6 separate regions of the Mus musculus genome follow, and regions 1, 2, 3, 5 and 6 are each linked to region 4. Evidence: chromatin contacts called from public HiCAR-type and promoter capture Hi-C data. All regions are on one chromosome and are shown on one strand. The core of a region is the stretch at or near the end of the contact, and the rest is flanking DNA. Distances in the headings are between cores, read along the strand shown. Region 1 overlaps Sec16b (SEC16 homolog B (S. cerevisiae)). Region 2 holds the start of Cryzl2 (crystallin zeta like 2). Region 3 has its middle 7.0 kb from the start of Gm15486. Region 4 holds the start of Mrps14 (mitochondrial ribosomal protein S14). Region 5 overlaps Prrc2c (proline-rich coiled-coil 2C). Region 6 holds the start of Rasal2 (RAS protein activator like 2).

Region 1 (3,149 bases), core at 488-2,987, 2.6 Mb before region 4:
TATGGGTGAGAATATCTGAACCCACCATGCTTGCATTCCCATCCCATCAAGAAAATTAGTCAATGAGTCCTCTCTCTCTCTCTCTGTCTCTCTCTCTCTCTGCTGTTACTGTCTATTTGTCTTTCTGCCTCTCTATCTCTCTTCTTCTCCCTCTCCCCATCTCTCTTTCTCAATTGGCTTTATACTACCCGTGTCTTTCTCCAAACCAGGGAGGAAACAGGATGACTTCCAAGATTATTTCCTTTTTGTAAGAAAACTTCCCCTTCTGTTATATTCTTGAAGATCCAGCAAGAAATGGCCTGGCTTATATGTTTAAGCGAGGATAGCAGTGTCCTTGTGGTGTGTGATTGTTGGCAGGAGAAATGTTTAGCCAAGGGTGTGGCTCATGGTCTAAGCCACTGTCATTAAGTAAAACTATTACTCTGATGACTTCTTATGACCACCATTATGATATATACTGTTGAGATAGATAGGGAGCAAATATCACATGGAGTTGGATAAAGCATCCTTTATTCCTTGTGATGATTATAAACACTAAATAATTACAAATAGTTGGGAATTCTAAGTGTTAGCAATTACTGTCAATTTCACTCTCCCTCTGTGTAACAGGATTGATGTAGACTGTTTGCAAATTACCTTTCTTCTACTGAGGTTGTGTGTGTGTATATATAAATGTATACACACAAATGTGTGTTCATGCCTATTGTGAAATTTATAAGGTGCAAACCAAGTGTGAAGAACTGTGCTGTGTGCTTCATATAATTGTCTCATTTTATTGTCGCTGGGAATCTTCTCAGGTACAAATGATGATCTCTGTTCTAGAGACGAGGAAACAAAGGTTCAGTGCAATTAAAGACTTGCTCAAGTTCACACTACTAGCATGAGACAGGACTTGGGTGGAATAACTTAAAACACCCAAAGAAAGAGAAAGATATTAAAAATGGAAATATATTCCATGTCCAAGGATTAATAAAATTGATATCACAAAAATGACTAAGCTACCAAAAGCCGTTCACATTTTAATTCAATCCACGTAAAAATCTCCACCTCATTCTTTGCAAAAATAGAAGACACGATCCTAAAATTCATATGGAAACACAAAATACACCAGATAGGCAAAGCAACCTGAGCAAAAAGAACAATGTTGAAGGGCTCACCTTTCCAGATATTAAGGTATGTTACAGAGCCACAGTAGTACAAAGAATACGGTACTGGCACAAAAACAGACATCTAAGACAATGGACCAAGATCAAAGACCCAAACATGAGCACAGCTAACTACAGCCCTTCATATTTGACACAAATGCCAAAGACATAAGCTGGAGAAAAGGAAGCATCGTCAACAAGTGGCAGTGGGAAAACTGGATGCCCACATGCAGAAGAATGAGATTGGACCAGTGTCTATCTCCTTACACAAAAACTAACTCCAAATGGGTCAAAGGCATGTGAAATCTGAACCCAAGGCAAGCGCTGTGTGTGGGTCGCCTCAGTTATACAGGGCTGATGACTTTCTCCCGATGCATGGTGGAGTCCACGGCCACTGCACTGTCACCAGGCTGAGAGGGGAATTGAAAGTTGGCTTGATTTTCTCATTCCTTAAGTGGTAATAGGAAGCCATTTCACAGCAGCATCATGAAGGTTGCCATGTGTGGAAGGGCCTTATAAGACCAGGACACACTAGCCACTTGTAAGATACTGAGCAACCCGAATCCCTGACCTTTGTACAGGGTTAGCATGGGCAAGGGAGATCAATCTTTCACTTCCCTTTTCTCACTAAAACCTGAGTTGTTTTGCAGTGGGGACAGCAGGGTGTGGGGAGGACGTTGTCTCTAGATAATTGAAGTGAAGGCACAGAGAAGAAATTGGAAAATCAGTAAACTAATAATTCCACCTTATTTATCACTTTTATAACTAGTGTGTATCTGTGTGTGATATACATGTGTATGGGCTTGTATGTGTTTGTGAGCTTTTGTGTCTATGTTTCTGTATGTGTGGGTATGTGTTTGTATCTGTGTATGTGTATCTGTGTGTGTGTGTCCCTCTCTGTGTGTCTGTCTGTGTGTATGTATGTGTTTATGTGTGTAAGGGTATATGTGTGTATGTCTGTGTTTTTTTATATGTGTGTTTGTATGTCTGTATGTATGTTTTTGTGTCTCTGTGTGTATGTGTCTGTATGTATATATGCCTGTGTATCTGTTTCTATGTTTCTATGTGTGTCTGTGTGCGAGTGTATATATGTGTATGTATTTTTGTGTCTCTGTATGTGTGGGTGTGTGGGTGATTCTGTGTGTGTGTGCGTGTGTATGTATATATTATTTTCCCTCTCTTTATTATTTATTATTTTTTTATTTTTTGGCTTTTTCAAGACAGGGTTTCTCTGTGTAGCTCTGGCTGTCCTGGAACTCACTCTGTAGACCAGGCTGGCCTTGAACTCAGAAATCCGCCTGCCTCTGCCTCCCAAGGGCTGGGATTAAAGGCGTGCGGTGCCACCAGCACCTGGCTCTTTTTATTTGTATTTTGAGACAGGGTCTCATTCTGGTCCAGACAGGCCTCAAACTCGTGATGCCCTCTTAGCCTCCCGAGTGCTAGGTTTACAGGTGTGGGCCGCCAACTTGTTCTGTGCCACACACCTGCTGCTTCAGGCAGATGGAACTCCGAATCAATGAGTATTAGCATCACACACACTGAATAATAGCATCAATAGCATAGCAGACATTCCTTGAACTCCATACCTACGAATAAACAGCAGCCTTCTTAACTACACCCTGGTTTGTGGTAAATGATTCTGTAATTCGTTATTATTTTTCAGGTTTGTGGAGACAAACAGTGGGGAGACTGGCGGCCCCACTTGGCTGTGATCCTGTCAAATCAGGCTGGAGATACAGAGTTGTACCAGCGAGCGATTGTCAGCATGGGGGATACCCTGGGTAAGCAGAAATTGGCTTACGCCTTCCCTGGGGCAACTTTCCATGTCTGACATTAGTTTAGTGTTTCCTAGTGTTTCTCAACTTTCCTAATGCTAGCACCTTTGATACAGTTCCTCATGCTGTGGTGACCCCCACCCCAACCCCAACCATAAAACTATTTAGTTGTTACTTTATAACTGTAATCTTGCCGCTGTTAGCCTCCTGGTTAAGAAACCCCAGGGAA
Region 2 (3,402 bases), core at 288-2,787, 2.7 Mb before region 4:
AACTCAGAAATGCATCCTTCCTTTTCGCTTTACAGTTTCCTCCATTCAATTGCTGTTCGTTCCTGCTCAATGCCTTCTCTTATGGAAGAGTTAATTGAGGGCGAGAACCATTAGGGAGGTGGCCAAAGAGGTGGTAGAACTGGATTTCAACCTGTGGCCTATACCCTCTGGCCAGATGTCTTCCAAAGATGCCATGCTGTCGTTAAATCTATTTATCCAATGATATAGTCTTCCATTCTTTCCAGCATAGCATGTACCTCACATACATTGCTGGCGTATAGTCACTTGCTGTTTTAAATAGGTCAGATAGATCTACATCTAATACTAACGTGTGTGTGTGTGTGTGTGTGTGTACATACATGTACATGGTTCATGTGTAAGGTCAGCATTTGGAGGTTAAAGGACAATTTTTGGGAGTAGGGTCTCTCTTTCTACCATGTGACGTCTGGGGGTTGAATTTAGCTTATCAACCTTGATAGCAAGCACCCTTACCCACTCAGTTATCTTGCCAATGCCAAAGCAATTTTATATACTATTTCATATAGACAGTAGTATTATTTTTGGTTCTTCTAGGGCATACCTGTGCCCCTAAGGCTTATGTCATCACTGAATCACATTTACCAAGGGGTAAACCTTTGGAGCATGAGAGTCATTAAGTTTTGGGCTGACTTTTTATTTATTTTTTTACTAACTAATATTTTAAGACAGGGTTTCTCTATGTAGTCCTGGCTGGCCAGGAACTGGCTATGTAGACTAAGTTGGCCTCAAATTTACCAAGATTTACCTATCTTTGCCTTCTGAGTGATGGGATTAAAGGCATGTGTCATCATGTTAATTTATTTTTATTTTTATCGGAGACAGGTCTTACAATGTAGCTCTGGCTGATTCGAATGTTCAGTTTTCTTGTCTCTGTCTCCTGGGCCCTGGGATTACAGGCGTGTGCCCAGCTGGCTTGTCTTTAATTGGATATTCTCTTTGGATTTGTTCAGGATCAGTTAACACCAGACTATTGGTAACAGTTTAGTTTTTTTTATCATAATTAGTCCTGTGTGAGAAAATTAGTGGCAAGAACTCTAGCAGTTCAAATGTAGACATCAAAGGATTCACCTGTGCATTTTGGACTTCTTTCTTAGAAAGAACCCCAGAACTACTACTGAAATGTTACCAAACACAGATTTAATAGTCTTCCAGGCACACCCTGTAGTTCCAGCACTCAGGAAACAAGAGGCAGGAAGATGACATGTTCTAGGCCAGCCTGGTCAACACTGTGAGAGCTACCTAATGAGACCCTGTCTCAAAGACTCTTAATCTGGGGTGATCGAATCATTTCCCTCATGCTTCCTTTTTGTTTTCCAGAACCAGCGAAGAGATCAAGGGTTGCACACACTGTTTGGTCTAACCCTAGAAGTGGTGTGGGGCTGACAGTCCCCTGCACAGACAGACAAGAGCTCCGCCTGCCGGTCAGGTCACCCGGCCAGAGCAGGCACGTCCTGGGACGCCTTTCCGCTCTCCCCAGAGCTCTTCCTGCCACATGCTGGCCACGCCCCTCGCGACTTCAGCTGGCCATGGCAGCAAGGCTGTGTACGCGTTGCCTCCCTCCGGTGTGGCTCTGCAGGTGCAAGCCCAACTCCCCCCCCCCCCGCCCCCCCCCCGGCCCCCTTACAGACCCCAGGGGTACTGCTGAGAAAACCAGCTCCCTTTTCTTTGTTGCAGGCAAGCCTGGCAGGGCCAAGGCCGGCACTACCGAGCTGCACTCTGCACCGAGTTGAAGCAGCCCCTGACCATTCAAGAGGTGGCTCCCCGCCCCGTCGGGCCACAGGAGGTAGGGTGACAAGCTTGACCCCGGGATGCCTCCTTGTATAGTTCAGAGCCTCTGACTTTCTCGGCCCAGCACTCGTGGGCTTCCTGCTTCGGTCAAAATCCTAGTTCCCAAGCGTAGGGGGCGACCAGAGGCTGGAGCGCACCCACTTTAGGTTGGAAGGTCAAGCCCTTTCAAGGTTCACGGAAAGGCTAGAAATGTCAAGGAAGCCCTCCCTCAAATCTCAAGCATAGGCCTCTCAGAGAGCTCCAGAGCCGTTGCCTTAGAAACTGTGTCTGATTTACACAGGACTTTACATAACAATACAGACAAAAGGACCCTTATCCTTTGCTTAGCCCCTCTTCAGGGTCAGTATCAAATTATGTACGGGTCCCCGAACCATTGCCCCCATCCCAATCTATCTCATGAAGAATACAAGCCTGGGCTCCTCTTATGTCCTGCTGTAATTTGGGATGAGATCCTTTTCCTGCCAGGAAATGTGGAAGTCACCTTGGCCTTGCCTGTTGACCACTTTGGTGACAGCGTGTGACACATATGTAGTAGAGAATGACAATTTGAAACAGGGTGGAGTACGCAAGAGTATCTTCATGTTAGGGGTCGCTCATGAGAGGCAGAGATGCAGCTACAGTTGTAAAGGTCACCCAAATGGGGCCTGTGGTTAAAACAGATTATTGGAAGAGAGGGTGATCACAGCCATTCAACTTCCCTCATCTTGAGTCATTCATTTCTGGGATAACACCATGTCATCCAGGCTGGAACTGAACTTACAGTCTTCTTGTGTCAGTCTCCGGAGTGCAGAAATGCCTCCCTACTCTTGGCTAAGTTGTTTTTAAACCAAGGTGGAGTGTCTTGAGGACAGTGGACATGCTATCCACCAGTCAATAAGTACTCCAGTTTTTGGATGCGGAGGCATGGGCTCCCCAGTTTTGCTGTTTGCATTGTAAGGAGCTAGCTTCTGAGAGTGTTTTTATGTTATTTTTCTTTGCCTTTAAATCCCTGGAGTTTGCAACGGGCCCTGGCATGTGGCACATACTTAAAGAACTGAGAAATGAATGATTTTGATAGATAAAGAATGGCTTCTAACCAACCCGCCACCTCTCCAGTAAACGTAAACACGTAGAGCACATTGATCTGGGATTCCAGCTGGCACCTTTTGGGATCCCCACCCTTGTGGGCTGCATTCTCTGATGAGCACCAGAGTTCTCTGGGCCTGTTCAGACAGGTTGCTGAGCCTCTCCTATCTTCCCATGTATGAGTCAGTATGGGGTGTGGCCTCAAAGTTGGAACTTCTTTTTTTTTTTTTTTTTTTTAAGACAAGAGTCTCATTATGTATCCCTAGCTGGCCTGGAACTCATAGAAATCTGCCCATCTCTGTCTTCTCAGTGCTGTCGTTAAGGGCAAACTTCACCCCAACACAAGGTGAAGTTTGAATTTCTAACCAAATCGCAGATGATGCCAGTGATGATGGTCCTGGACCCACCACCTTTTGAAACTCACTGGCTCCTCAAAAGGTCTAGAGTAGTGGTTCTCAGCTATGGATTGTGACCCCTTTAGGGGTTGGATGACTGTATTAGTCAGGGTTC
Region 3 (3,222 bases), core at 28-2,527, 2.7 Mb before region 4:
GTTTTTTAAATTTTTAGTTAAACCTCAAACAGTGCTTTCTCTCACTTATCCTACCACGGTCTTACAAGGGTATCTGGAACAAGATACAGTATCCTTTAAGAAGGCTCCTTTGCCTGGGATGTTAAGTTACTTGTCTCACAGCTAATCCCCAGAAGTGCTGGAATGCAAATCTAATTTCAAGTTCGAAGAGCTCTCCACTGTGATGCCCGACCAAGTATCACCTGTGTGTATGTGGCTTAGCTTGTCACACCTTTATAGAATATAAAATAACCTGGATGAAAGGCAAACATTTATTCCAAACTCACCTTCATACTTAACAGGTACTTATCCGTGTGGTATTTCATTTCAGTCACATAACAGCCCTTTAAGGATTTCATATTCAAGATGAAGGATCTGGAACATTATAACAACTGAGTGATTTTTTTTCGCCCTCTCAAATGTGCATGGCTGAGAAATAACTGAGGAAAAAAAATTAAAGCTTAGTTTCAATTCCCTTTTTTTGAAAGATTTATTTTAATTTATGTGCATACAAACATGTGTGTGTGTGAGTGTATGTGTGAGTGTGTGTGTGTGTGCTTGCACCTACCCTTGTGTGCAGGGGCCCCTGGAGGCCAGAAGAGTAGGCTGGATGTCCTGGAGTTGGAGATGAATGTGAGTGCTCAACGTGGGTGCTAGCAACTAAGTTCTAGTCCTCTTCAAGTGGCTTGACATCCTGCTCCAGTCGCATCAATTTTCAGTTTTCTTTGGAACTTTGATACTCTCCACAAAGATTTAAAGATGGGAAATTTGATGAATAAGGCTGGGGCTGTGTGATTTGGAGAAGGAAAGGCTGCTGAGCTGCATGGTGGGTATCCCCTGTCTTAAAACGACTGAGATGGGATTCTAAGGCGCACGCATGCATGTGTGCATGTGTGTGTGTGTTATCCCTTAGGAAGGACATCTGAGCTTTAGAATATTGGTGTATACTACTATGAGGTCCCTGAGGACCTCCTTTCCTCAGAGAAGAAATACCACGTGTTCCAGGAAAACCAAAACTTTCAGACTCTCCAAACATGGTTAGTGAGTTGGTGCAGTGCAGTGGCTGGGTGCTCCGGGTCTTATATAATACAGAATTTTATCCAGCAGTAGAGAGCTCAGAAAGCTTTAGGTCTGTAAATGAAAGAACTGTATATCAGCAGGGGCCTTGGCTTGAGCTTTCCTGGCACGGTCATGGCTTCACCTGCAGGCCTGGAATCCTTCCAGAGGCTCTTTCCAGCTCATTGGCTCTGAGTGCTTGAATGTCTGCTCTTGTTCAGAATATGTCTCTCAGACTTCCCCACTGCGTGGCGAGGAATGACTCAGTGTGGGGGTGCAGAATATGTGTCTGTTTATCTGTCTCATAGCCAATGTGGAAAATTTTTTTGACATCTCATGCTTGTCTTCAAAAAAAAAAAAATGACTGCAAATTTGAACTTCCCTTCAGAATGTTTGTGCTGATGTTAAATTAAAATTCTATTGAAAATAGCTTATAAAAGAAAGAAAATCATGCTTCATGATCATCCTGTGGCATCCTGCCCTGTTCCTGGAGCAACCAGCCTCCTGTGCGGGAAGCACTGGACCACACTTCTTAAAGTTGTGAATGCTGATGTTCTCACCTTAATCCATTGGCGTTTTCCCCTGTGTAGTCAAGTGATACTGTTTCTCCATTTCCTCTAAGTCCTGGGTCAATGCAGGCACTGCATTGAGTGTCAAGGAGGATTTGTTGATTTCACAGCAGTAATAAATATTCAAGTCTCTTCCTGGTGATGTGTGTAGAATACTTTGTGGGTGCATTTTCTCGTACATCTAGAGAAGTAGCAATTATTAACACCTATGGAGCATTTACTATATTTAAATTATTTGTAAGTTTTAGATATGATTTTTTTTATCTTCATCATAATTCTGTAAGGTAGGGTTCTGTGATCATCTCTGCAGATGAAGAAATGTTATGATATGGATGTTACTAACAGGTTTATATAGTGAACAGATGGTAGAACAGGGTCTCCTGTTCAGACAGTTATTCCAGGACTGAGGTGTGCTTCTCTTCTGAGGCGTTGACAGCCATTGATCTGCAGCAGAGAGAATACCCTGAGAACGCTAAAGACTTTTATTTCCCGTAGCTGCTGTGTGAGTCTTCTTTGCCCCTTGGCACTTGACATGGGGCCTAAAGTCACAGACACAACCCTCTATGGGTGCACTCATCCTGACTCTGAGAGTACCAGTTAAATGGGAGGCCGAGTGGCTGAGAAGTAGGACCCCTCTGCCAGCCCAGGGCTGCCAAGGAAGCTTGGAGTCCTTCTTGAATGATGGGGTGTCTCTTTAGTTATCGGTTGCAGTTCAGGATGCAGGAAGAACAGGTCTGTGGGAGGCCAGACAAATGGCAACAAAAGGAATCCATTGTCAAGATTATCTATAGGGCACTATGGTCTAGTGGCCTATAGATTGTGCCAACTTCTATTTCTAAGCCTTCAGGAAGTCCCAGGGCCGGTACTGGTGACTTAGATTATCTGTGCCAGGCTAATTGACTTTGGCACAGGCACCCCTTTTTTTCTGGCACCCCACATCTCTATAATTGGAACTCTTGGCCAGAGCATACTTCTGTGTCTTTCCTGTTACCCAGCTTCATCCAAAGGAAGGCTGAGGACTTTGTTGATCAATAACTGGTTAAGGCTATAAAGATAGCTGACCTGTAAGATTGGCTTTAGGGGCCCTGCACTCTTTGATTAATTCTTAGTGTCACTAGAAAGAGACACAGTACCCCAGATACTGCTGGGGAAATAAAAAAACACGTAAGGAAACTATCCAGTCTCCCCCACCTGGACTGAGTTTTAAAAATTATTGAAATTTAATGTTTTTCTTTCACTCTTTTTTGGAATGTGTCTTTCAGTTATAGCTAGTGACCCTGGCTTAACAAGACTTTTTTTTAAACAATTTTTTATTAGATATTTTCTTTATTTACATTTCAAATGCTATTTAACAAGACTTATACATAATGTGGGCCCATCTTTGCTCCTTTGTGCCTATGAGACACCATCTACTCACTCTTTGGCCAAATTCCTTCAGTCACAGCCTCAACATTCTTTTACTGTTTTCGAGTTTCTGTCTAAAAGTGTAATCCTATATTTGTTGTGCAAACGGTTGGATGGAATCATGGTGAAGCTATCGCTGCTCTGCATTTGAGATGTTTATAAAGAAAACATAACT
Region 4 (3,052 bases), core at 224-2,723:
TTAAAAGATTTGTTTATTTATTTATTATATGTAAGTACACTGTTGCTGTCTTCAGACACTCCAGAAGAGGGCGTAAGATCTCCTTACGGATGGTTGTGAGCCACTGAGTGATTGTTGGGATTTGAACTCAGGACCTCTGGAAGAGCAGCCGGTGCTCTTAACTGCTGAGCCATCCCTCCAGCCCTAAAACTCATTTCTTTTTTGTTTTGTTTTGTTGTTTTTTTGAGACAGGGTTTCTCTGTATAGCCCTGGCTGTCCTGAAACTCACTTTGTAGACCAGGCTGTCCTCGAACTCAGAAATCCACCTGCCTCTGCCTCCCGAGTGCTGGAATTAAAGGCGAGTGCCACCACGCCCGGCCCTAAAACTCATTTCTTACTCTATAGCCTATAAACATATCTTTCTGACTTTCAAGCCCCTTCCAGAAGTTTGGCTTTCTGAAATTGTAACACATTAGTGAAACTTTTCCTGTTTTTAATTGAAAAGAAATATTTTTATACAGCATATTTCCCCTCCCTCATCTCCTCCAAGATCTTCCCACTTCCCTTCCTATCTAACTCCCGATGAAAACAAACAGGCATCTTAAAACAACAGAAACATAATAAAAGAGTTTGCCGTGTACCCATATCTTGAGATGACTGTAGATGATGCCCAATTATGTTGTGTGTGGCGTGGGGGTGAGTGGGAATGAGTTTTAACCAGGGTTTGATGCTGCTTGCTGGTCTAGGACTTTTTAGATCTTAGTATGATGGCAGGGACTCCTGGTTGTCTTATCCTGCCAAATGGTTTCAGTCAGAGTTTCCCTAGCCCATTAGAAATGTTCACTAACTTGTAACGCTTAAAGAAAAAAACTCTCCTTCTTCCTGGGAGCTTCCTGTGTAAAGAGCCCAATGGGCTGTTCCTCACTGCACCCATCAACACATCTAGGAGACAGGCTAGGAAGATGGCAGGAAAGTGCCCTGTACTAAAGGGAAAACAGCAGGCACATGCACACACACCACTACCGCCGTCCAACCCACAGAGACAAAAACGTAAAACCTATACAACCTTAATACAGATATGATATAATATAATAAAATAAATATAATATATATAATATAATACATATTTAAACCCTTGGCGTGCAAGCAGAAACTCTATCAGGGCCACTACCATCTTCTTTACAGCAGAAATGTGACCAGTGCCAGTTCTGCAGGATGAGTGACAAATGCTGCCAAGCTTCCGCCGGGTGGCGCCAACGCGCAGAACACAGGCGCAGGCTGGGCGGGGCTGGGACAGAGGAACAGCAAGGGCCAGGAGAGATCGCGCAGGCTCACTATTCTCCTACTGCCTAAGTGGGCGGTCCGCATGGATGATTTGCTTATCTATGAAATAACGCGAGAGTTATTTCAAATCCCGCACCTACCCTCTCCCTCTCTATAGGCTAAATCCTGCCCTGGACCCGCCCTTTGGGGCATAAGCCCCGCCTCCACAGAACCTGTTTCCGGTGTTGTACTGCGGCGGTGGTTGGCTGGCTGGGCAGACAACATGGCGGCGTCCGTGCTAGGCTCGCTGCTGCGGACCTTCCGGCAGGTCAGGCCCCTGCCTTTCTCGCCAGCCTACCCCTTCCCTGATTTCCGTGTCCTGTGGGTCCCTCGTAACCCTGTCACCTGTAATGCGCACGGAGGACCGATCCCAAGGCTCCTATCTGCTTTCCCGTCCTGGCTAGGTTAGGAGAGCCCAGAGCAGCAGTCGAGGGCTTGGTATTCAGGTGTGATCCGTCATGTGAAAGCTGCGAGAATGACTCCGGGTTATAAGGAGCCGAGTGTGAGTGGAGAAGAGAGGGGAGAGTCGGATGATTGAGACCTCAGAGGCTCCGATTATGCAAAGAGACTGTAGGGAACTAGCTGTCAGCCAGTGGTGGCTTGGAAGCAGGTGGTGACAATTTCGAATGGGGAGCAGGCCATTCCGCTAAAGCAGAATTAGTTAAAGGAAGGGCCGAGAATTGGCTGTAGAGTTAAGGAGTGGGAGTGTTATGATGCGGATAGAAACTGGAACGAGCAGCAAAGGACGTTGGAGAAGTCTTGGATAGTTTTGTTGGGGAGGGGTGTCAACTAGAGGGAGACCTGGGTGGACCTGGGTTGTTTTTTCTTTACTGTGACATTGCGTCATATCTGTATATTAGAGTGGGGGAACACTGATATAAAGAATAGGGAAGAATCGCTGGAGATCTGCCTTTTTTTTGCAGGCAAGAGGTGATATAGTCTGTGTATGAATTTTGATTTTAGGAATGTGGTTAAGTCATGAATAGCAGTTTCGTCCAGTAGAATTGTAATGCAAACCACAAGGATAATTTAAATATTTTCTAATATTTATATTGAAGTTTAAAAAGGAGGTGCGGTTAATTTTGATAGATATTTTTAGTCAGGTCTATCCTTATCCTAACAAGTCAAAATTAGAATGACTTATGTGACATTTGCATTCTTCTGTTGGAAGCAGGTTTCAAAGTCTGTGTATCTGACACTTAAAATATATATATATCGCAGTTGGGATGCTAACTTTTGCAGTTGGACCAAAACCAAACTTTTAAGCGAGTTAATACCAAGAATTATGTCCCCACTTGTACTGCTTACAGTTCCAGTGCGTATTAGCTGTATCCATGGTTCATGGCCACTGTAATGGACAGAGGTGTCATATAACCAATGAGAGGGGTGTAGAGTGTAGTACAAATACTGCCGAGGGGGCACAGGTATGGTAGTGGGAGTTTGGAAATTCTCTCCAGATTGCTTCTAATTTTATAACTAAGGGTACTGAAGTCATCAGAACCTGAGGGTGTGGGAGAAGGTAACAGTGACTTAAGAAAGAAGAATGAATACACCTGCAAATTGTCCCCAGATTTCCACCTGAGTTGTAGTATGCATGAGGTATGCACATGCACACACAAATAAATGCCATAAGTTACTTCCTAAAACTATTAAGTCTTCCCCCCATGAGATGGCTCAGTGGGTAAAATGCTTGCCACCAAGCCTGTGCAGTTCAATCTAAGGCCCCATGTTGTAGGGGGGTAACTGACTC
Region 5 (3,480 bases), core at 831-3,330, 2.5 Mb after region 4:
AAAGAGCCTCTGGACTGGAGAGGTGGCTCAATGGTTAAGGGCATTGACTGCTCTTCTAGAGGACCTGGGTTAAATTCCTAGCACCCACATGGCACCTCACAACCGTTTCTAACTCCAGCTTCATGGGATCCAACACCCTCACACACATACACACTAGCAAAACACCAATTCACATAAAATAATTTTTTTTTTTTTGGCTTTTCGAGATAGGGTTTCTCTGTATAGCCCTGGCTGTCCTGGAACTCATTTTGTAGACCAGGCTGGCCTCGAACTCAGAAATCTGCCTACCTCTGCCTCCCAAGTGCTGGGATTAAAGACATGCGCCATCACTGCCTGGCAATACAAATATTTTTAAGAAGGCCTCTATAGTTGTATAATATTAAGAATAATACACGATCATTCACACTAAGGTCCCTAAATACCTGAAGAACTCAATTGTAAAAACATTTTTAAAATAACTGCCGCCCACCCCAACCCTGCTTTTAGCATTAAGAAATAATCATTCTGTCTGAAAAATGAGAGATTCTGACTGAGAAAACCCAGTAAAAATGGCATTTTCCACTGAAATTAGATATGGTGCATATGTATTTTCTAGATTTTGTACAACTGTATATTATTTTCTAACAGATTTTGGCCAAAAATAAACAAACATTTTGCATAAAATTTTATAAGGCAAAAGATGGGGTATATAGGGGGAACGGATGTTTTTAAAGAAAGTAGCTGGTTTCCAAAAGATATAAATGAAATTTGGGGAGCAGTTTGTCAAAATATAAATTAAAAAAACAAAAAACCCAAATTCCTTCAAACTACAATCTTTGAGACAGTTTTTAATTGCTGATATACTAAAATATCATATAAGTTTCTAGACAGAGCTTCAATAGCAAATGTTTTAACCCTACAGTCGTACACTTACTCAGTGCTTACCATATACCAAAGAAATTGTGACCAGGAAATATATTGTCCTCATGCACTAAGCAGAGATAAGAGCTTAGAAATTTGAGATTGCAAAGGTATAAAAAGCAAATGTGAAGTCAGAAAGCTAACTAACCAGTGACCATCTTTTGTCTTTCTACCATTACTTCAAGTGAAGACAGTGTTCAAGTGGCATTTGAATGCAGAACCTCTGGTTCTTAGCAGCCACTACAACTGGGAGGTTGTCTCAGGCATGTTACAACAGCACTAACAGAAAGGAATGAGAGAGGAAAGCGAAGGAGACTGGTGACTTCAGCAACCACCCCCAGAGTGTCTGTCAGCAACAATACTGAGTTATGTACAAAGAATCAAGCTTTTTACTAAATCAAATTCAAGAACTACTCTCAGAAAATTATTGACATAAGAATATGATTTTCAGAGACTACAGTGTTTAGACCTAGATATTAAAAACCAAACACATAAAAACTGTGTCAGTGTGTGCAGAAGTAAATGTTTACACAGAAGACAAAGAAAATAAGGTAAAACAGTTAAAGGCAGGACACCTGGATAAAGAAATATGGACATTCTCTACCATCTTTTAACTTTCTAGAAAAATAAGTGTTGGTGGACACCATCTGGAGGAGCAGTGGTGAGCAAGTGAGGGACCTGGAAATAGTCCAGTTTTGCAAAACTGTGATGGGTGTACCTTAGAGAGGCAAAGCAGCACCCCCCCCCGGGGGGGGGGTATCACCAAATTGCTTCTTGCTTCTGCTGTGCCTTCTCCTGCTTATCATTGCTATAATCATCCTGTACCTAGCATGGTATTAATGGGCACGGGGAGACCCTCACTGCCTGTGGTCTGATGTGACCACTTCAGGAAGATAGCCCAATCTACTGAGCAAATTTTCTGCAGATCAATATGAAGATGAACGTCTATAAAATAATGGTGTTTAAATGAACTGATTTTACAGAATTCCTGACTTGATTTAAATCGTTTTAGGAATTTGGTGTGGTTGATAAAGACTCAGGAGATGGTTTCAGTTGCTTTGCCAGGAAGATGAATCAAAGAACCAACAGTAGACAGACTGTGCCCTTCTCTGCAGAGCAGTGAGGGCTGTCTAGGCTAGAAAGGGAGCCCCGTGACCTCTCAAGCCCTGCGAGCGCAGAGTGGGACTTGAGAAAGGAACAGAGGTTTGAGACAAGTTAATACGCAAAGAAAACATTCACTTGTTCTAGGTTGAGTTCGTTAATCTTGTGATCTAAGGATGTGGTCACAGGTTTTAGTGTGCACCATGGGAAGGTAGAACAGATGATAGTCTAGCTATGTAAGGCTTCAAAAAAAATATGTAAAAAAAATTGGTTTCTTGGTAAATGAAACTGTTGTCAGCTAACAGAAAAATTAGCTACAATAGAGCTGGCATGTTTAAAATTGTTAATCAACGACAAAAGAATTATTGCTTTGGGTTAAGATGAATTTGTGCAAAGATAGATGGAAAATGTTCAGTAAGGTTTGGGTTTCAAAAGAATATATAGTCAGTCATCATGCAATTCCCCTCAGTGTAATGATTTTAATCTGTTTTTGAAGAATACGTTTTTCTGGTGATTTTTTTTTTTTTTTTGAGAATATGTAACTTGTAGCTATAAGGTGATCTTATGTTGAGAATTTTTGTCTTAGGTGATATATAAAGGAGTAAGAGAAAAAGCAAAGTTGTTAGAGCCTTGCTTCATCCACCAAGTGTGTGTATGTTTCCCCCTCTTCATTGGCCACAGAGAATTAAGTCTTGCTCCCCCAGAGAAAAGACTGAGTTGCAGAGTACACACCCAGCCTCAGCACCTGAGATGTTGAAGCTGGCCTTTGGAAAAGCTTATTCCTCTCTTAAAAAATTGTAAGGACTTAAAAAAGGTGACACCTTCTCCACAAATAAGTTCTTCTCCCCCAATTTCTAAGAGTATTTTCTCTTATCTCTAGTCTTAAACACCACTAAACTTTGGTATTAGATTCTCACACTTATAAACATTATTGAACTATATTCTAATTTAGCAATGTATTTTGGGACCCACCTTTCAAAAAGCTAAGGTTTTGGCATGCAAAATATAAAATTACCAGACTGGGTCTCAGAAGTACTTAAAAGTCTAAATCATTAAAATTTATAAATTAAGAAAATTGCCCAAAAAAAAACCCTATAAAGCTTGAAAACAATGGTATCAATATTAATTCAGGTGTGCCTCAAAAGAAGTGTCCAAGATAATTTTATTACAACAATTTTCATTAAGGAGATAAACATTTAAAATGAGGTAACACGTTATTTAAAGTTAAAGAGACTGTACATGGCTGATGCTTTCTTCCTCACAATGTACTACAATCTAGAACACCAAATCATTATGAGCACTGAGTGAGCCTCCATTAAATAAACATGCGCACCTACACAGAAAATGTCATTTTCAAGTGAAATAACATAAAAAGCACCACAGATTATAAGAGGAATTTGTGTAACCTGAAATTATGAAGCCCTAACCCAGAGGTGATGGTATTTAGAAACGCAGATGATGACATAAAAGTCATGAACA
Region 6 (3,502 bases), core at 317-2,816, 2.8 Mb before region 4:
GGTTACTCGGAATGCAGAAAGGGAAAGTTTCTTTAGTGTGTTCATCACTTTAAACCTGCTGAGTGACAACCGGGTAGCTTAACCACGAAAACCAGAAACAGCAGTGCAATCTGAAACAACCTACACACTCAGGACAAGCAGAGAGTACGGTTCAAGGAAAAGCTGTCGGTAAATCTACTGCTACCAAACACTTGAACTGGGGCTGGTGCAAGGGCTACGGCTAGGGCTGGGTGTCTCTCCCATCTCTGCCCCCCACCCACAACCCCTCGATTTTGTTTTGTTTTGTTTTTCATTCATTAGCTCATCTTCTACTAAGCTTTTTCATATCTTTCTCTCAACACTTGCTTCACACAACAGGAAGGAAATGAAATCCCATTCACTTGGTTTTGTGCCTTGTTCCATTCTACCTTCCTGAGGACTCAGCAGCAAGTGCCTTTAATTAATCACCTAAGAATTACGTCCAGATAGCTCAACTCTATAAACTTACTGTGGATATCTAAAGAGGTCCAAAGGAGCCTACTGAGTCACATAACCAGGCGCTATATATTGGATAAACTTGTCAAAAAGCATTTTCTGCAACAACAACAACAACAACCAAAAAAAGATGTGGACAGCTGACCTAGGATAGATGGGGGACTAAGAATGCATCGGAGCCCAAGGAAAGATGAGAAACGCCAGCCTCTGAGGCAGACGACTTGTGATCCTTACCGAACACCCGGACCCAGCTCTGCTGCTGGCACACTGACTCCAGAAGGATCCGATCCAGCATGCCACCGGCCACTGCTCCGCTGACTGGGACGACCGCGTCCAGATCCTCCGGGGGCAGCGGCGAGTCGGACTCCAGCCCCGTGAACATCTCCGGCCACGACAGCGCCTCCGCGGCTCCTCCGGACGACGGAGACAGCTCCATGGTGTCCCAGAGGGAGCAGGCGGCGGCGGCGGGGCGGGCTTCCCGGCTGCGGGAAAGGGACGACGGCGCGGCCACCAGCACCCGAACGGCTGCGGGCGCGGACACCGCTCACCTCCTTCCCCGCCGCCCACCGCCCGAAGGCCGGGCGCCGCAGCCCACCTGCAAGCGGAGGGTGGGACCCGGGCCGGGAGGCGGGTCCAGCGTGGTCCGGAGCGGAGGCGGGTCCCGGCTCAGGTGCGGGTCCGGAGCGGACGCGGAGCACCCGGGAGCGCGGGCTCACCTCCCGCCCCCACGCAGCCCTGCTCAACCCCCGCGGGCGCGTTCGCGGGCCGCCCGGGCTTGGGCTGAGGATGGAGCTCGGCCAGGCAGGGCTGGGCTCGGGGGCGTCGCCGCCAGGGGCCGCCCCCTCTGACCGGCTCCCGCCGCCGTCGCCTCGGGGGCTCAAAGCGCCGGCTCCCTCAGCCTGAGGGGCGCGCCCCGGCCCAGCTTCTGTCCGCCTGGCGTCGGCTTGCTCCCGCGGAACGCGCAGGCCGGCCCGCTAACTCTCAGGCCGCCGCTCCGGCCGCTGCTTGGGCTCCTCCGGCTCGCGCTCCTCTGAGAAACCCACAAGCCCGGCAGCCGCGGCGCTGGCGGCGGCGGCAGGCGGCATCCCAGGGTGATAGGCCGAAGCAATCGAGTGCCGAGCTCACGGCCGCGTGTGCAATCCAGTAACCGAGCGGAGGAGGAACTGCCGCCGAAGACAGCAAAAATCGGGCACCGAAATACTCAGCGGGCCAGGCCCGCCTACTTTCCTAAGACTATCCTGCTCCGACCGCCTCTCGGTGCGGGGATCCTCGAGCTGCTGGTGGAAGCAGAGACGGTGTTGGGGAGGCGGAGAGAAAACGGGGTGCGGGAAATTTAAAAAGATGGGAAAGGCGCTTCCCTTTTATCTTAGCCCCTATCCTGTTGATTTCTGGACCAATGCTTCTTTCTCGGACGAAGAACATGAAGACGCTGCTTTATCTAACAGTCACCTCGGAAGAAACGCCATGGTTCCTCCACAAGGGAGATCTGGCCCCGCGTCTTGGATCCTGAGATCTGTGCGAGATCCCGGCTTTGCGCCCTGTCCGCCCTGGAGCTGGATTTATCATCAGTTTAGAATAGCATGGCTACGATGTGTGGTGCGGATGGATGGACGAGCCCCGCAAGTACATGAAATGCCCCAAAGCCCCAGCATTAACCAAACAAGCTTCTCTTTTTTGCCTTTGATCTTTGCAATCTGTTGGCTTCTCTTCTAACAGTGTCACTTGGGTTTTATTTTTGGTCTATGTGTAAACTGTCTTCCTCCTTAACATTGGCTTCGTTTTGTGCCCACCCAAAGCGGGATTCACCAATCCAGATTTCAGAGATTTTAGGCATAAGTAAATAAATAAATAAATAAATAAATAAATAATAGTAATAATAATAATTTCGGGTAGAAATTTACCAATTTAAATTATGTTGACAAATCAGGTTTTTCAACAATTTATGAACATGGCTACTTCAAACCAATCAGGAATTTTTCATAATTAGATGATGCTAAAAAATATTTGGGGGAGGGTTTTTGTTGTGTCCCAGCCCACCCCAGCCCTCATTTCTCTCTACTTTGACCTTCTATAAGAGGTCAATCTAATTTTCTAGGTTTTAGGAATTCTCATGTGTTTTTGTGTTTTATGGGAGTTATAGCATGCATTTTATAATTTTCTCCCAAATTTTACATAGAGTAATAGCATGTTAAAACAAGAAGTGACTTTAAAGATCCTCTCACCCTTCCTCTTGTTTAACAGGTGCAGACAGGACAGTCCACATCACCTGCCAAAGCAGCCAGCAATGCAACAGGTACGTCTTACAAGCTCTCAGTGATACTGATTTCTTCAACTCTGATCCTTCAAGAACTCTGTGATTAGATTTGTTAATCTGGTGCTTAGCAATGAAGTAGAGTAATCCCTCCCGGTATATAGAAGCCCACTTGCTTGCTATCTGACTACAGTCAGCTCTCCAATTTTAATAAATGAGAGATAAGGAAGCTAGAAGTTACAGGACCCAGCCCTAAACAAATCTAGTGTTTTCTTTCTCCCTTCTTTCCTTCCTTCCTTCCTTCCTTCCTTCCTTCCTTCCTTCCTTCCTTCCTTCCTTCCTTCCGTTTAGTTTCAAGACAGGGTTCCTCTGTGTACCAGCCCTGGCTGCCCTGGAACATGCTTTGTAGGCCAGGCTGGCTCTGAACTCAAAGAAATAGGCCTGCCTCTGCCTCCCGAGTGCTGGGATTAAAGGTGTTGGCCACCATACCCAACTCAACTCCAATTTGTAAAGATCTCTGAAGGGACATTGTCCTTTTGCAGTAGAGGGAGGGAAGGAGAGAGAGAGAAAACCCTTGGCATAGGATTTCCATTTGTATTGAATTATTGTTGATGTCTCAAAGAGTAAGTGAATATGGACACCAGCCGTACAAATCAAAGTATCTACTCATATGTATGGATGTATTTACCCAAGCTGTTATCCCCAAAGCAGCATTAGGAGTGGTATATAAAATGAAGGGAAAAAGGTTTTCCAAAAATTGATCTAAGTGCCATCATG

The links. Promoter capture Hi-C pulls out the DNA fragments that hold promoters and counts their contacts. HiCAR-type assays count read pairs that join an accessible place to other places.
Region 1: a contact with region 4 is called in a promoter capture Hi-C map of liver, with 5 times the contacts expected there. The contact joins the enhancer-like site here to the promoter of Mrps14 in region 4. A contact is called at or near these places in 2 of 39 promoter capture datasets (hippocampal neurons and liver), 1 of 484 Hi-C or Micro-C datasets (the N1E-115 cell line) and 2 of 115 datasets of contacts at active chromatin or transcription factors (astrocytes and embryonic forebrain).
Region 2: a contact with region 4 is called in a promoter capture Hi-C map of liver, with 3 times the contacts expected there. The contact joins the promoter of Cryzl2 here to the promoter of Mrps14 in region 4. A contact is called at or near these places in 2 of 39 promoter capture datasets (liver and stem cell-derived epiblast-like cells) and 1 of 115 datasets of contacts at active chromatin or transcription factors (embryonic stem cells).
Region 3: a contact with region 4 is called in a promoter capture Hi-C map of hippocampal neurons, with 4 times the contacts expected there. The contact joins the enhancer-like site here to the promoter of Mrps14 in region 4. A contact is called at or near these places in 6 of 39 promoter capture datasets (the 3T3-L1 cell line, hippocampal neurons, liver and 1 more).
Region 5: a HiCAR-type map of astrocytes shows a contact between it and region 4, with 2.6 times the contacts expected there. The contact joins the enhancer-like site here to the promoter of Mrps14 in region 4. A contact is called at or near these places in 3 of 39 promoter capture datasets (the C10 cell line, liver and pre-B cells), 3 of 484 Hi-C or Micro-C datasets (the G1E-ER4 cell line, embryonic stem cells and pre-megakaryocyte-erythroid progenitors) and 3 of 115 datasets of contacts at active chromatin or transcription factors (astrocytes and embryonic stem cells).
Region 6: a promoter capture Hi-C map of pre-B cells shows a contact between it and region 4, with 3 times the contacts expected there. The contact joins the promoter of Rasal2 here to the promoter of Mrps14 in region 4. A contact is called at or near these places in 4 of 39 promoter capture datasets (cranial neural crest, hippocampal neurons, liver and 1 more) and 1 of 115 datasets of contacts at active chromatin or transcription factors (astrocytes).

Annotation. Positions count from the first base shown.
Region 1 is chr1:157,548,199-157,551,347 of GRCm38.p6, forward strand. It overlaps Sec16b (SEC16 homolog B (S. cerevisiae)), which reads left to right. Exons shown (of 26, transcript NM_001159986.1): 13 at 2,809-2,926. Among named protein-coding and RNA genes, the nearest start is that of Sec16b, 24 kb to the left of the region's middle. Within about 2 kb of position 1,738, at least 13 of the 459 cell types and tissues checked have an H3K27ac peak or open chromatin away from gene starts, as enhancers often do. A contact at or near this core is called in liver, where this site is marked.
Region 2 is chr1:157,457,031-157,460,432 of GRCm38.p6, forward strand. Cryzl2 (crystallin zeta like 2) reads left to right here and starts at 1,538. Exons shown (of 10, transcript NM_001033284.2): 1 at 1,538-1,615; 2 at 1,714-1,822. The coding sequence starts at 1,566.
Region 3 is chr1:157,517,079-157,520,300 of GRCm38.p6, forward strand. It overlaps a transcript of Sec16b not described here. Among named protein-coding and RNA genes, the nearest start is that of Gm15486, 7.0 kb to the left of the region's middle. Within about 2 kb of position 1,278, at least 94 of the 459 cell types and tissues checked have an H3K27ac peak or open chromatin away from gene starts, as enhancers often do. A contact at or near this core is called in hippocampal neurons and liver, where this site is marked.
Region 4 is chr1:160,193,742-160,196,793 of GRCm38.p6, forward strand. It overlaps Mrps14 (mitochondrial ribosomal protein S14), which reads left to right and starts at 1,474. Exons shown (of 3, transcript NM_025474.4): 1 at 1,474-1,570. The coding sequence starts at 1,526.
Region 5 is chr1:162,726,086-162,729,565 of GRCm38.p6, forward strand. All of the region lies in intron 1 of Prrc2c (proline-rich coiled-coil 2C), which reads right to left. Among named protein-coding and RNA genes, the nearest start is that of Prrc2c, 13 kb to the right of the region's middle. Within about 2 kb of position 2,081, at least 48 of the 459 cell types and tissues checked have an H3K27ac peak or open chromatin away from gene starts, as enhancers often do.
Region 6 is chr1:157,411,029-157,414,530 of GRCm38.p6, forward strand. Rasal2 (RAS protein activator like 2) reads right to left here and starts at 1,567. Exons shown (of 18, transcript NM_177644.5): 1 at 709-1,567. The coding sequence starts at 910. It overlaps 2810025M15Rik (RIKEN cDNA 2810025M15 gene), which reads left to right and starts at 1,324. Exons shown (of 3, transcript NR_027984.1): 1 at 1,324-2,097; 2 at 2,716-2,767.